Linked DNA regions of Oryctolagus cuniculus: region 1 is linked to region 2. A link is a contact called in public Micro-C data. All regions are on one chromosome and are shown on one strand. The core of a region is the stretch at or near the end of the contact, and the rest is flanking DNA. Distances in the headings are between cores, read along the strand shown. Region 1 has its middle 49 kb from the start of GAB1. Region 2 holds the start of GAB1 (GRB2 associated binding protein 1).

Region 1 (4,701 bases), core at 1,604-4,103, 48 kb before region 2:
TGGCTTAATGTCAATGGTTGATGCAATAAGAGTGGAGGCTTGATGTAACGATGGTTTCTGACAGATGTGTCTGGAGGGAGTTGTTTAGGTGGTTAGGGGTGCCCTCAGAGAGTGGTTCTAAAAGGAAGGTTGATTATTGGGGTCGAAATGTTGCCTGGCTGTCTCTGCTCCCTAGTTCACCATATGATTGTTCCCCTGCACCCACCATTGACCAGCCTCCACAGATGCCAGACCACGAGGCTGCCTGATCCTGAACTGCAACCTCCAGACTGTAAAGCTGAAATAAACCTTTTCTTTACCAAGAAGCTCCTCTTGTGTGTTTTAGTTAAAGTAGCCAAAAGCAGACAAATACAAAAAAAATGGTGCCAAGAAGTAGCATCACTACAATAACTATACCTGAAAATGTGGGAGACCCATTGGAATTGGTTTGCTAGGAAAGCTTGGAAGAATTTGGAGAAGTCTAGGGAAAGCTTAGCATGATTTAAGCAGAGTGTAAAGAACAATTCTGATGAGGGGGCAGGAGACCAGAATGATGGTACAAATATGGACAGTAAAGGCCATGCTGATGAGGTTTCACTGAGAAATAAGAATTCTATTGAGAATTGGACTGAAGATCACCATGTTACAAGGTGGCAAAGAACTTGATTGTATTGTGTTCACGTCCTGAGATCTGGTGCAAAATTGCATTTAAAGACAGTGGATTCAGTTGTTTGTTAGAAGAAAATTTTAGGGCAGCCAAGTGTTCCAGCTGCAGCATGAATGTTAGTGGCTTCTCCTAGTAAGCTTTTCAGAGAGAGTCAGGAGCAAAAAGGAACAAAATATCTTCAGATGGAAGATTTGGAAAAAGATGCACATTAGCCAGAAGAGAAATGAAGACAAAGTCATGTTTTGTGGACAGGAAAACACCATAGAGAAACTGTTTACTAAAGGGAGAAGTTTAGGCAAAGAGAGCCACGTGTTAATGAATAAGACAGTAGAAGAAAGACCCCGAAGACATTTTAGAGATCTTTGGGGCTTTCCTATCACAGGTCCATCAGATGATCACAGATCTAAGGTGGACTCCTTTCAGGAAGGAATCCTTGGGCACTCTTCTCTCCAGAGTCTGGCTTGCCATGCCCAAGCCAGGCTCCTGTAGCTGGAAGACACTGTTATTGTCCACGTGGTGCTGTTTCTGCAAGTATGAAGAATCCAAGCGTTGTGGCGTCCTGGCAACCGCCACTGAGATTCCAAAGGAAAGCCTGGGAGGCCCAGCAGAGGGATGCTGCAGGGCAGGAGTCCATGCACGGAACAACGTGTAGTGGAGCTGCGAGAGGGGAGCTGCAGAGGAAACCGCCCCCTCCCAAAAAACAGAGGCACCACCAAACAGGAGGCATGGGAAGCTACAAGAGTGGGGCAGAACAGCCTGGGAAAGCCAGAAGTATTAGAGTGCTCTTCAGAGAGCAGCCGTGTGGGCAAAGACCAATAAGGCGGGGGAGGTATGGCGGCTTACCCCTAGATTTCCAAAGGTGTTTCAGAAAAACAGGGAATCTAAACAGAGTTCAATTCCAAGGGAAGAGTCACTACAAGGAGCCCCTGCTAGGGCAATGCCTCGTGGAGCTGCAAATATGAGACTTGCATCTGCAAGGACTGAAACACTGGCTGTGACCAGCAAAGCTGTAAGGGCAAGGCTGCCCAAATCTCTGGGATCCCAGCCCTCAACAAAGCATGAAGATGCCAGACAGAGAACACCTTGATGAGATTATGGAAAAGGGACTTTTAAATTAATATTCATCAGAGTTAAGCATTTGGGACTTTTGGGGTGGAATTGATTGCGTTTTGCATGCAATAAGGATACAAGTCTGGGGAGCAAGGGGCAGAATTGTGTGGGTTGAGTAGGTCTTGTCTCCCCAAAATTCACATAGACGTTGAACATCTCTTAATAGTCTCTTAACATCAATGGTTAGTGGTTTAAGGGTGGACAATTGTAAAGCATGTGAGAAGTGAGTCTGGTGGGAGGTGTTTAAGTCATTGGGGGCATTCCCTTGGAGGCTAGTTCTTATGAGAGGGTTGATGATTTGACTTCTAGTTCTGCTTAGCTCTCTCTGCCTCCTAGCTTAATCTAAGACTGTTCCTCTGTATGTGCCATGTCCAGCTGCCACAGACACCAACTATGGGGTTGCCCAGTCCTGAACTATAACCTCAAAATTATAAATTGAAATAAGCCTTTTCTTTACCAAGAATTTCTGTCGCAGGTTTTTCTTTCCACTGAATTTTTAGAAGTGTCACAGCTTTTTTGTGTTACACCACTTACTCTCTGCTGTGTTCTCTGTCTCATGATCATGAAGGATGAGGCACATGCACAAAGTTTATTAAGTGAAAGAATAAGTTCCCAGCAGCACCAGGAGGGGTTCTGAGGACAGGGTAGCTGTTAGGAGAACCTGCCTAGATCTCCTTTAGGACCAGAAAGGGGAAGTGCTCATGGTTGGTCTGGGAAAGATGCAAATGAGAAACTATGTAGTGACTGTTCTGATTGGTTCTTGGCTATGGTAATTGGGTGAAAGTTCAGTCTCCAATCATGGAAGTCAATTACTTGATTTCCCTCATTTCTTCCAGGGCTCACGTCCAGAGAGCAGGAAGGACCCACCCTGGTCCCTGTCTACCCAGCTGAGTATCTGTCACCCTATCAGCTCCACTTGGGTACTCTAGTTAAAGTAATAAAGACAGACAAATACAGCCACACTTTGAGAATCTCTGTTAACCTACACTCAGGCGTTGTTTGCAGCTCTGACATAGCACTTCCACACAAGGGCAAAAACATCCACCCAGCCTCTCCCTTTCGCAAAGGTCTGGGTTTCTTTTCTAATTGACAGGCTATCTCAACCCATCTTTCACTGCACTAGCCGCATGGCAAGAAAAGAAAAGTAAAAGCAAGTTAACTATCTGAAAAGCCAAATAATTGCCACTTGCCTCCAACGAATGTTCCAAGCAGCAGAGAAAAAAATGTTAATCTCCTCCTCCCCAAGAAACTACAGCCCCTGTCATGCTGACCCAGTTTTTGATCTTCATTCTGTAGAAGGTTTAACCTTAAGCTTAGATGTGCCATTCATGGGTTGCTAGTCACATGCTTGCCAGATGAATGACATTTTGCAAAAATATTTACAATCAAATAAAGAAATGAACACATCTACTAAAAATATCATAGAACTGTTTGACCATCCCAGAGAAACAGACACAAATATGATCAACACACTGACACACAATAACTCTTGGATTCCTTTTCCTCTTTAGACTCATGGTTTCTGAAAATGATTTTAACCATGCAAATTAGAGAAGCTAAAGTTAATTCTATAATGCACTAGATGGTTGCTAGGATAACTATTGATTTTTTCTAACCTCAAATGACATTTATTTAGAAACACATACAAATCGTCACTGCTTCTAGCTTGAACGATAATTTATAAAGTTTTAGGGGTTAGGACATTTAAAATATTTTTTTCTTGGAAGCTATATTCCAGTCTGGAATGTTTGTGGGAAATATCCTCTACTGGGAGAAGTCCTATTCCAAACGTCTTGATTAATTAACATAACTGCTTTGAGGACGAGGGGAATGGCATCTCACCTCTGGCAGGGCTCTGGAAGGACCCTGGCAGGATTCTGTGGAAACTCCAAAGCCAGCCAAACACAGAGAAGCCAGGTCTCTTCCATTCATGGCTGGGCCCATTCCAGAAAAACGCCCTGGGCTTGGGGCAGCTCTGGAGAGGCTCTGCTCCAGTGGGCAGCCAACCAAAAACCATTTCTTCTGCTCCCTGGTCCCCTGAGAGAATGAGTCAGCCTTGGAGCCCGGGAGGTGCTGGCTGCTGATGAGCTCGGGAGGACCCTGTCAAGAACAGCCCTGTTGTCCTGCTTTGCACTCTGAGCCTGTCCATGCAAAATTCCAATACGAAATGAGGCATTGTGGGAAAGAAATACAGTATTTTCTGAAAATTTCCTGCTTGCTTCCTAAACTTACTTTCAAACAATTATGTAGATCTCACATCAATCCTGCGAGATGGGGAATATTGCAGGGTCTTCTATAAAACACGAGGAAAAATGCGCTCAGGGAGATTAAGTCCTATACCCAGCATCACAGAGCACATTAGTGGTAGAGCCAGAATAAAGACCAGAGCCCATTTCACTTCAAAGTCACTGTGTTCTCCACCAGATCCCTCTAATTACCTACAGGAAAGGGGAAAATTCAAAACAGCTCTACACTAATTTATTTTCAACCACTCAGACACTGAGTGAGAAATAAATAATTTCCAGGTTTTTCTCAACGTCAAGAAGTGATTCCTACTACCAGGTCCTTGGATAACATTATAAGGTAGGTGATGCGGGGTTTACACGACCCCGTCTCCCAGTTTCCCTTTCCTGCTCAACTTCTACCATCCAAAGCCCATATTATCTCCTTTATCAACAGAGCTCCCCTCCAGCTCCTGAGTTTTCCAGAAGCCTGATGTGATTTCCCATCCAAGGTCATAAAGCCCATTTAATTGTACCAGTGTCCTCTGTTCTGTACACGAAGAAATCCATCTCATAAAAGTCTTGGAGGTAAACATTCCTAGCCAAGAAATTAACCCCTTCTTACCAATAAGAGGGGTGTTCCATAAGTACATGAAAAATATGCACTGTCTATTAAATCCATTTTCCTATGAACTTTTTCATGTACCCTGTACTTCCAATACT
Region 2 (4,501 bases), core at 1,679-4,178:
CTACAAGCTACATTACATTTTTTTTCCAATTAAAAAGGACAAGAATGTAACAAGAATGGAGAGACTAGTAAATTTGCTAAAGCCAACAGTTAACTGTCCAACAGAGGACTGGTCTTACCAATGCTAATGCTAACTCTAATTACTTTTAATTCAGTGTACACACTGCCTGTGGGAGTATCTGATGATTTATTTTCATTTGGAGGACTTTTGTGGGATGACCTATGTTCACATACATTAAAAGAATTGCTTTGGTTTATTAACTTCCATAAAAATTACACTTACTGATGTCCTAACATGCAGCAAAACCCTCCAACATCTACACGCCCAGCATTTAAAATTCTATGATGTCGAATTTTCATTGAAATTCTGTAAAGTCAGTATTGCCAGGTCCATTTCACCTATCAGGAAACTGAAATTCATTGTGTACTTTGCCCAAGGTCACGACTCTACACGGGTGACTGGAGAAATGAAACCAGGTCTGGAAGAAGCTTAGTCCTGGCCATACTCTGAAGTACCTGCCAAAAGATGAAAGCCCCTAAAGGCCAACAGAACCAGATCTCTTCAGATGTGTTTTCTAGTAATGATGCTCTCTCTATAAGTGGAAGATAGCATTAGAACGCCAGCCTTATTTTCTGATAACTTACTGGGTTACTTTACCATCTGTATTGTCTGGGTATTCTTGGACATTGCTGGACAGTGTAGGGGATATTATTCTAATGAGAATAATAGGGAAGGAGGAAGCCCGCTTAAACAGTGCAATGGAGGCATCTCTGATCAGCTTAGGGGGCGACAGCTTGCACAATTCAGTTGCTTCCCTCCCACACCACTGCCACTTGGGCTCACTATAAAGTAACCCTCTTGCTGCTTCCTTCTCTTTCAAGACCTGCTTACGTTTTTCCCTTTACTTATCCACAAAACAGAAGTTGAGCCCCCCTTTCATCTTTCAAATCTCTGGTAAAATACTTCCTTGAAGAAGACAACCCTCTCATCCTATCCCAGTGCCACCACCGCTGTTTCTGCTTGCCCTGTGTGTTTCCTCAGAGCACACGTTTATTCCAAACTGTGGATTTGCTGACCTTTGTTTACCGTCCTACGCCACCACTTCCATGTACGCAGGATCTATGTCTTGTCACCCCATTTCTTACCCCAGTGTATAACATTTCAAACTCAGTGGGACTCTTAAATCCGAAAATGATGTTAACAAAAAGCTATTTTTTCCCAGACATATTCCTTTATCTCCTCGTGTTTTTAGCACTTTGATTACATTATCTTCTAAAGTGTGTACGGGGGCTTTGCTTTTCATAAATAATCGGAAAAGATTTCTGTTACAGGATCATGTTAAATTCACGCCCAGAGGCAAACAGAACCTGGACACCCAGGAAGGCTCCGTCTTCTAGCCAACATCCCGGGGGTCCACTTTTGAGGCACGGAGGCAAGTGGAGGGCACAGGCACCAATCGGAGGGAGTCTAGGATGTCCCAGAGTCAGACCCATTCATGTCCTGTGGCCCCGCTCAGCGCCTCCAGCCCTCCAACAGAACTCCACCGAGGCCACCCCGCGCCAACCCCGGTGGGTCCCCTCGGTCCTCCGCCTGCAGGTTGGTCGCCATGGCGCGCTCCCCCGCGCCTCGCCCTGCGGTCCCAGCCCTTCAGTCCCGAGCGGCTGCGGTGCGCGGCATCGCTGCCTCCCTCCAGGCCGGTTTTCTTTTCAGGCTGTCAAGTAGTGCACCCCACCCCCCACCCCCGCCCCGCAACCTCCAAAAGAAAAAAAAAACAAAACTTCTGATCGCTGGCACCAGTTGGATTCCCAACTGACACCTGGACTCAGTCAAGATGGCAAACCCAGGACCGGACATTCGGACGTCCCTCGCTCCGCCCCGCAGCCGAGCCCCCGCGGCGTCGCCCTCGGCCCAGGCCTCCGCCGCCTTCCCGGGCTGGGAGCCGGCTGGGGGCCGCGGGGCGGCCGGGGACCCTGCTCCAGCTTCCCCGAACTACAGATCCCAGGGTGCCTCTCGGACTCCCGCGCCCTCCCTCCCTCGTCCCCTCCCTCCCTCCGTCGGTCTCCTCCTCCCTGGCCCTTGTTGTTGTGGCTGGAAGCGCTCCGGCGGAGTTTAAGAGAAAGTCTGGGCACACAACGGAGCTGGGCCCGACCGTGGGAAGGGGCGGAGGAAGAGGGAGCTCGCAGGCCGGAGAGGGAGGGAGCGGGAGCGGGCGCGGAGCCGCGCGCCCCGGGGTGGGGGAGGCGGCGGGGGAGGAGCGCGAGGGGACGGGACAGTGGGATCCCTCCCTGGAGCCGCGCCGCCGAGCGCCCAGTTCCTCCGCCGCTCCCCGCCCTCCGCGGCGGCCGCGAGAGTGGACCCACCCTCCGCCCGGACCCGCGACCTCTCAAGCGCCCGACTCCCCTGCGCCTGCCCGCCCGCTCGCTCTTCGCCTCAGAATCGGCGGCTCCCTCGCCGGCGCGGGACCTGCCCTGCGTCCGCTGCCCGCGGGAGCCTCGCGGCTTTTTCCTTTTCCTCTCGGCTGCCCGGGCGCCGCGGAGCAGCGACCCGCCCTCCTCCGGGGAAGAGGGAAGGAGGAGATCGCGCCGGGCGCACCGAGACCGAGAGCGGACGCGCGGGACTGGGCATTGTGTGTGTGCCTGTGCATTGCTGTCTTGTTTCGGAAAGCTGCTGGCGGAGGTCCTGTTCCCAGGGGGCGGAGCGCAGGGGGCCCGAGGCTCCGGCTCCGTGTCCGGGCAGAGTCCCGCGGAGCCCAAACGCTGCTTGAAGCGGCGGCCGGCGGGACCCCGAGGTGGGCGCACTGAAAGGAGGCCGGCGCGCCTTCGGCCCCGCGGAAACCGCGGCTCACGTTGCGCTCCCGCCTGCTGACCTGAGGAGGAGAGAGGCTCGATCGCGCCGGGCCAGCGAGCCGCGGAGCCGGCCAGCCCCGACGGCCCGGGGTGCGTGTCGGCTGTGTCGGGAGCGCGCCCACCGGGCTCTCGATCGGGCACCATGAGCGGCGGCGAAGTGGTCTGCTCGGGATGGCTCCGCAAGTCCCCGCCGGAGAAAAAGTTGAAGCGTTATGTAAGTAGAGCCCCGGCCGCCGCGCCCACACCCCTCCTCGGGGCCGCCCATCTCGGCCTCTTTCCCCCCCGGCCCCTGGCAGCCTCGGGACCGGGTGCTGTTCACGCTCGCCCTGGTTCCACTTGGCCAGCAACTTTGCTGCTTTGGATCCCAGCCGGCCCTGCTTCGCGGGCCTCGGCGTCCCCTCGGAGGGCCCGGCGTTTCCAGCTGAGCGCCGCTGCCTGGTTTCCTTCTTGCTTTTAGCCGGGGTAGGGGGCCACGACGAGAGGGGCGGTCACCTTTCTTGATAGCCGCCGCTGTGCCCCCACATTTCGCGCACTAGGAAAACTGCCCCCAGCCCTCCTCCCTTTAGTCCACGCTCCCGGCTCCTGCCCCTCCAGGCGGACCTGCGACATTGATAGGAGAGACCTGCAAAAGGCGTAGAAAAAGCAAAGTTCTTAGGCGCCCTGGCGTTGGCCGAGCAGGGTTCGCATTTTCGCGGTTGGAATTGAGAGGCACTGGGGTTTGGCCCGAGAACCTTGGCGGCTGCGTGCGCTGGGGGGAGCCTAGTGGCTGGTGTTTGGGCGCCTTGGTCGCGCTGTCATGCCCCGCTGAAGCCACGAGGGATTTCTGTGTGTTGCAGTCCCTTCCCAGGGCACCGGAGTGGCTTACATGGTATTTGTGTAATAGATACGAGACGCACACTGTGTGTCAAGTCGTCGTAGCTATTGGGAGAAATATTCCTTGAAAGACTCCGCCTCACTGTAGTGGGAATCCCTGTCCTCTAAAGGGCTCTGGTATTCCTCCTCCCCATTGGTTCGTTGGTCGCTGGCCCCTGCAAAGGGAAGAAATGACACTTCTGTCCTGGCATCTGGAGAAACATGACTTTCTGTAAGTTGTGTTTTCAAAAGCAAAACAAATGCTCCCGTAAGCTTGAGGCACTACCTGCGTGGATGGAACCTGTTTTTTTTTGTTTTTTTTTTTAAAGAACATCTACAGTTGGTATGGAGCTCCGGTTAATCCTGTTAGTCACTGTTTACTTGCATAGCAGAGAGTGAAGTGTGATATTTAACTTCACTGACAGCTCCCCAGTGAGTTTCTGGTTTACTTTCCGTTTGTTATGGACAGCTAATTTTGCGGAGGGACTCGCTTCCAAATCCTGGCTCTGTCTATCATAGTTTGCCCGAATATTTTGGTAAAGATGCACACACTTGATGCTAAAAATTTGAGAGAGGCAGGGGCAGGGTTGTTTGCTTTGTGTTTGTTTTAGCTTTCAGTTCTGAAGAGAAGCTTTCATGGGTGACAGAGAGGAGGAGTTGGAAGGTAGATATGTTTGTTTTGAGAAGGCACAGTTTAGGAAAGACATGGACCTAAGAGATGAGGTTCTTGGGAGAACTAAAGAGTAACACGCAACTCGCTAGTGGTAGTGGAGTTTAATGCTTTCTTTTGCATGGTTGCTTCA

The links. A called contact is a pair of places that touch in the nucleus more often than the background predicts.
Region 1: a contact with region 2 is called in a Micro-C map of ear pinna, with 1.9 times the contacts expected there. The contact joins the enhancer-like site here to the promoter of GAB1 in region 2. A contact is called at or near these places in 2 of 6 Hi-C or Micro-C datasets (ear pinna and psoas muscle).

Annotation. Positions count from the first base shown.
Region 1 is chr8:21,287,008-21,291,708 of mOryCun1.1, reverse strand. No RefSeq gene overlaps it. Among named protein-coding and RNA genes, the nearest start is that of GAB1, 49 kb to the right of the region's middle. Within about 2 kb of position 2,853, at least 2 of the 8 cell types and tissues checked have an H3K27ac peak or open chromatin away from gene starts, as enhancers often do. A contact at or near this core is called in ear pinna, where this site is marked.
Region 2 is chr8:21,239,168-21,243,668 of mOryCun1.1, reverse strand. GAB1 (GRB2 associated binding protein 1) reads left to right here and starts at 2,928. Exons shown (of 10, transcript XM_017347322.3): 1 at 2,928-3,060. The coding sequence starts at 2,989.